2 separate regions of the Mus musculus genome follow, and region 2 is linked to region 1. A link is a contact called in public Hi-C data. All regions are on one chromosome and are shown on one strand. The core of a region is the stretch at or near the end of the contact, and the rest is flanking DNA. Distances in the headings are between cores, read along the strand shown.

The links. A called contact is a pair of places that touch in the nucleus more often than the background predicts.
Region 2: a contact with region 1 is called in a Hi-C map of LSK cells, with 2.0 times the contacts expected there. A contact is called at or near these places in 18 of 39 promoter capture datasets (the 3T3-L1 cell line, 3T3-L1-derived adipocytes, the C10 cell line and 13 more), 10 of 484 Hi-C or Micro-C datasets (the G1E-ER4 cell line, the HPC-7 cell line, LSK cells and 6 more), 3 of 130 datasets of targeted methods (the HPC-7 cell line, bone marrow-derived macrophages and large pre-B cells) and 4 of 9 other capture datasets (adipose tissue, liver, macrophages and 1 more).

Annotation. Positions count from the first base shown.
Region 1 is chr19:11,603,333-11,606,304 of GRCm38.p6, reverse strand. Ms4a6d (membrane-spanning 4-domains, subfamily A, member 6D) reads left to right here and starts at 1,501. Exons shown (of 7, transcript NM_026835.2): 1 at 1,501-1,631.
Region 2 is chr19:11,695,466-11,698,437 of GRCm38.p6, reverse strand. Oosp3 (oocyte secreted protein 3) reads right to left here and starts at 1,383. Exons shown (of 6, transcript NM_001033283.2): 1 at 1,267-1,383. The coding sequence starts at 1,339.

The sequences.
Region 1 (2,972 bases), core at 252-2,751:
TGATGGAGAGATACCTTCTCCCTCCCTCTTCCTTTGCCATCTATGGCAGGTGGGAGAGCTGGCCCCAGGGTTCTGAGAGTGTGAGAAGTGGTCCTGTCCCTCACTGGCATTTGCCAGTGAGCTGCACCAAGGGCCTGAGAGCTTGTGATCTGACAAGCTCATAAACTTCTCAGGCCCAGGTTCAGGGCTTTGAATTGACCCACCCCAATATCTACCTCATCGATGAACAGCTGGAGTGTATGAAGGGAGTGGTCCTATAGATCCAAAGCTATAAGATCTCCATGACACAGGGCAACAGGATATCTGAGAGGAGTCCCAGTGAGGTTTCAGTATTGATAGAATAGCAGAAGTCAGAGGTCTCATACCAGACCAAGAATCATTGCAACAGATATTTTCAAGCAAATAAATTTAGACAAAAGGGAATACTGTGGGATACACTGTGACACACTACAGCTTCCACAATGAGATTTTTTTTTCTTTGCTGGGGGGAGATGGCAAGGGTGGAGGACAGGTACCAGAGGAGGGGGAGGTAAGTGGGGCTGTGGTACATGATGTGAAATTTGCAAAGAATCAATAAAAGAAAAAAAAACAGTGCCCATGAGACCATTGGGTATTCATGTCTATTTTTGCCCCCCCTTTTTTGATTGGAAGTGTTTCCTGGTAACTGTCTAACTACCAAAGAAAAACTTAGTTGTATTCTAATAGTGATCTAGATTTTTGAGCTTTGCAGAAATCATTAAATATTTTGTTAAGTTCATTGATTAAAGCCTTTATAAATGTAGCATATTATTTATTTACCTGTAGATTTTAGTTTTTAACCCCATGCATGATCCCTCTAGCATGGAGTAGTTACAGAGCTGAGAAAAGCTACTCTGACTGACATTCTACTTAACACCACAAGATCACTGGCCTTGGGGAATATGACGTCTAACTCTGTTCATCTTCCTTGTTCCATCTCTGCCACAACTTTCATGACTCATAAGTTTGGGAAGAACGGAAGTTTTTGCTTGGTTTTGTGATACTCATATCATTGTGGGCCAAGATGGAATGTGCAGAACTCCACTGACACTAAGTCAGGATCTGAAGGCAATGCTATCCTTCGCAGACGCAAACCAGCTCGGAAGAAGAACACCTTTGTCAGTTTTCATAACAACTTGGTTCACTCTGTCCATTGGCACCCAATAGACACGTAAGCATAATGCACACTGAGGATCAGATCAGAAATTAGGGTCTCTGAGATGCTCAGCAGGTTCAGCTCTGCCACTGAATGTGTATTCTAGATCTAGGATAATTAGAGAGACACAAAATTCAAACCAGTGATAAAAATGTCAGTGCTGTCATGATGATATTTTATGGGAAGGAAAAGTAACCTACAAGTCTCCCAGAACTGGTCCAATTAGTCATTTTCCTGGTTACTGGAAGTCTATGAAAAAGGAAGTAAAGGCACATTCACATGTCCAGACTGTAAGCGCCACTTCCTGTGCAGTGAGCACAGAAGAAGGAAGGGCTGGGACAGTTAGAACTTCACAAGAAGGAACCAAGGATCAGACTGAGAAAACCCATAGTTAAAGCTCTTGGGGTTTCTGAGAGCTCAGCTGGAAGTGACTGGGTGACAAGGCGCACAGGCTCAGGTAGGCAACCCTGAAGAGAAATTCCTTTGTACAGCACTCTATTTCTGGGACTGCACTGTAAGAGATTGCTGGTGCTTATGGAAGCAATAGAGACACTGGGACACTTCAGAACTAAATGGGCAAACGGAATGGGTATTGGGTTTATATCGGTCCTGGCTGGTTTTAGTTCCATGATCTTGGTGGTCACTGTCCTAAGGTCATGTAATTAACAAAAGCAGAGCTCTTGTACCTGCAAAGGCTTTTAAGCCATTCACTAATTAGGCAGTCTAAGGTCTGAGAGTGGAACAGAAAAGAGAGGCAAACTGAGCTCAGAAACCAATTCCACAGGCAACTTGGTTCTTCCTAACAAGGGCACAGTTCTAATCTTGAACCTCAGGTTACAACTCCAGGGCTTCTCACTCTGCATTCAGGTGCTTCTCCACACTGAGGAGACTTAGACACAGGCTGCCGCAGGCAGGTGGGAAAATAGGGTGAGGAACCAGAGACAGAGACAGCTGGGATCCAGCACCCAACTGTGTGTAGGCAACTGGTTAATAACAAAAACTTTAAATATCTATTTAGCATCAAGCCTATGTCATTATAAAATCATGTGTTATTTTCACACATGAATCAAAATTTACCTCTGAAATTCTTTTTTGATTATGACATTACTAACAAATAGAATTACTGTGAGGGTTCTAAACTATGATGAAATATGCTGGAAATAACACTATGAGACAAACAATGAACAAATAGCTCTCAGTAGTTTGAGTAGTAGCATAAATTGGAAAAGATTGAAGATCAAATTTTAATTATATCTCAAGACTGGTAGAACAACCTGAGGATAAAACTCATCAGAATAAGGGACAGTGCACTCAAACATGATAGCAACTAGGAAATTAATGCTACATTTTGAAAGTCTTTTTATTATAGCTCTTTGTGTGTATATGTGTGTATGCATGCAGGTGAATGTGTGTTAAGGCAAATCTGCAGGTCACAGACAGCTTGCAATGAATCTCTCCTGCTACATGGGTCCAGCAGATCGAACTCAGACCTTCAGGCTTGAAGTCAAATGCCTTTATTTGCTGAGTCATTTCAACAGTTCCAATCTACAAGTTTTATGTAAACATTTGGCTCTGTTCACTGGGATCAGTGGGAGTTGTCATGTTATGTATATATTCATTGTCTAAAAACAACCCTCTATCTCAAGCAGAAAAAAAAAATCCTTCTGAATCTAAGGTTTGGGATTTTACATTTTCTTTAGTCTTCTAGTTTCTTCCCTTGGAGGATAAGTCAAGAATGCAGTAAGGTACTCACCTACAGATTTGAGAGTGGGAAGATGGGTGTGCAGTTCTTTGTAAG
Region 2 (2,972 bases), core at 134-2,633, 92 kb before region 1:
CTTCTGCTTGGCTGTACCTTCGGCTCCGTCGCTGTCCTTTACGTGGGCAACCTCAGCAGCCTTGCAGAGCAGCTCACAGCCTCCAGCCTCATTTCTTTCATTCTTCACAGCTGCTCTTGCTTACATCCCTTGCCCACCATCTCAGAGACCTCCACTTCTCTGTCTTTAAAAGCCCTTTAACTTTTAAGCAATATTTTTTCCAATTCTTTAAAAATGTTTAGTTCATTTTGGTCATATTTCACCAGCTTGGGCTATCACATTTGCAACAGGTATTTTGCACAATTCCCCTTTCATTTATAAAAAGGCAAAGAGTAGGGAATGTTTCTTGCCCTCTAACACCCCACCCTTCCTGTAAGCAGTGACAATATTATTCCCAAGGTTCCACAGTAACTGCGCTACCTCCAGGAATTCCCTTTTTTTCCTCCCAATACTACACACATTATTCTCAGTACCCAGACTCATAGTCAACTTCCTTTTGAGACATTCTAAATAGTTTCTTTGGAAAACTCTTAAGTTAACTTTTGTCTCCTTTGAGCTGAGTCTGTGGTGATCTGCAGAACTGGAAGGTGTTTTAAATGACTTCTGTCCCATCATACCAGTGGTGAAACAAGGTTGCTCAGTTGTTTGGGGAACTTAGACTTCCTAGGATCTGAGAGCAGCCTGGGGTCAGTCTGTGTGGGATGTTGAATGTAGTCTATGTGTTACTGAGTTGACTGTAGGAAAACACTGGAATGTTTAAGAACCTTTTATTGAGAATATCTTAAAAAGTATTGTACAATGACATAGGGAGGGCACAAGAGATGATTACATAAGGACAGCTAGTTAAGGATGTGTGGTTGAATAATACAGGTAGGAAACTGTTAAAAGACAGATAAGCAGTAGGAAGAGAGAATCATGCAGAAGAACGGATGGCTCAAGGGTGACCTGGTAGGAACCTGAAGAGTGCCTATGTAGAAAGAAGTGGGAGGGTGGTAGGAACTATGAGAACCTCAGCAAACAGAATGACTTGAGTCCAGGACACCTTTACTTATGGCGATTGGGGAAGAAGACAAGACATGGATAATGAGAATTAAGTTTGTAAAACTTGTATTTCAGGCCAATAATGTTCTAGTAATTCAGGGGGAGACAACATAGAGGGCTAGGAATTATTAAATCTCTAACTTTTCAGATGGAATGATAAAACTCTTGAAACCCAAACCCTCATAGCTCATAGACATTGAAGAACTACCCCTTGAAAATATCACCAGTCAAGGTCCACTCTGATACCTGGCTCTATCCCAGAACATCTCCACATCCCAAATATGAGCAGCAGCAATCCTGAAGCAACGAAGGCCTTCATTATGCCAGACCTCGGCCTAGAATCTTCTCAGGTATCAGATAGTTGAGAAGAATTAGCAAGCCAGAAGTGTTTTTATACTTGAGGCTATACTCAGATGTATTCAATGAACCCAATTCAGGAAAAAAACAAAAAACAAAAAAAACAAAAAAACCCAAAAAACCAACCAAACAACAACAACAAAAAAACCCTTTAACATACCATTAACTCTAGCTCCCAAGTCTTTATCATATAGACTAGAAATATATAGTATTGGCTAAGTGAGTACAGCCATACATTATGAGGTGCTTTTGAACTAACTGTGTAAGGCCTGAATATGCTTGTCTAGGTGGCTAATTTCCTGGCCAGTTTTTGGCATTGTATGGGTAGATTTAGGGATGCTGACACAATGCTGTACTTTGTCATCTATGGTTTGATCCATGTGCCCCAAGTTTGTAATATTTAGCTAACTTGATTAACTCATTAATTAGCTGATTAATTGGTTGTATTAGGAGCTAACTTAGCAGAAGTTTTCACTCTTAGCAACCCAGGAAGGAGAGGCAAATAGAGACCCCAATATTGACCATTTCTAAAACAACCTTAGGAGAGTCCAGTATTCTTCAGTGTTTTCAAAATGTCCTTGCTAGAGTGACATGTCTAAGACTTTAATGTCTTATACCTTTGTAAATGAGCCTTTCTAGATGAGCAGACAGAGTTTGAGTCCCAGGCACTATGGGATGTCCTCAGAGAGAAATGTGTACTTCCTGGAGAGATGGCTCATCTGAAGGATTAAACAATTCCTATGATCCACATGTATTATTTTTCTTCCTTTCTTGTTATTATTATTTTTTCCTTTTTTGTTGGATATTTTCTTTATTTACATTTCAAATGTTACCTCCTTTCCCATTCCCCCCCACCCTGCTTCTATGAGGATGTTCTCCCATCCACCCACTCCCACCTCCCCGCCCTTGAATTCCCCTACACTGGGGCATTGAGCCTTCACAGGACCAAGCGACTCTCCTACCATTGATACCCAACAAGGCCATCCTCAGCTACATATGCAGCTGGAGCCATGGGTTCCTCCTTGGTAGTTTAGTCCCTGGGAGCTCTGGGGGGGGGGTCTGGTTGGTTGATATCATTGTTCTTCCTATGGGGTTGCAAACCCCTTCAGCTCCTTCAGTCTTTTCTTTAACTCCTCCATTGGGGATCCCATTGGGGACCTGTGCTCAGTCCAACAGTTTGCTGCGAGCATCTGCCTCTGTATAGAGGCAGATGTATTACTTTTCTATTGGTGTGCTAAAACACCATGACCAAGGCAACTGATAAAAGAAAGCATTTATTTGGGGCTTACTGTTTGGAGATAAAGAGGCCATGACTATTGTGGTGGAGAGCTAGGCAGCAGGCAGGCAGACATGGTGCTGGAGCAGTAGATGAGAGCTCACGTCTCAATATACAACAGAGAGAGAGAGAGAGAGAGAGAGAGAGAGAGAGAGAGAGAGAGAGAGAGAGAGCACACTGGGCATTCTTTTGAAATCTCAGAGCCCTCTGGCCCAGTGACCACACCTCTTCTAATCCAATAAAGCCACACTCTTAACCCTTCCCAAAACAGTTCATAAACTGGGGACCAAGTACTCGAATATATGAGCCTATGGAGGCC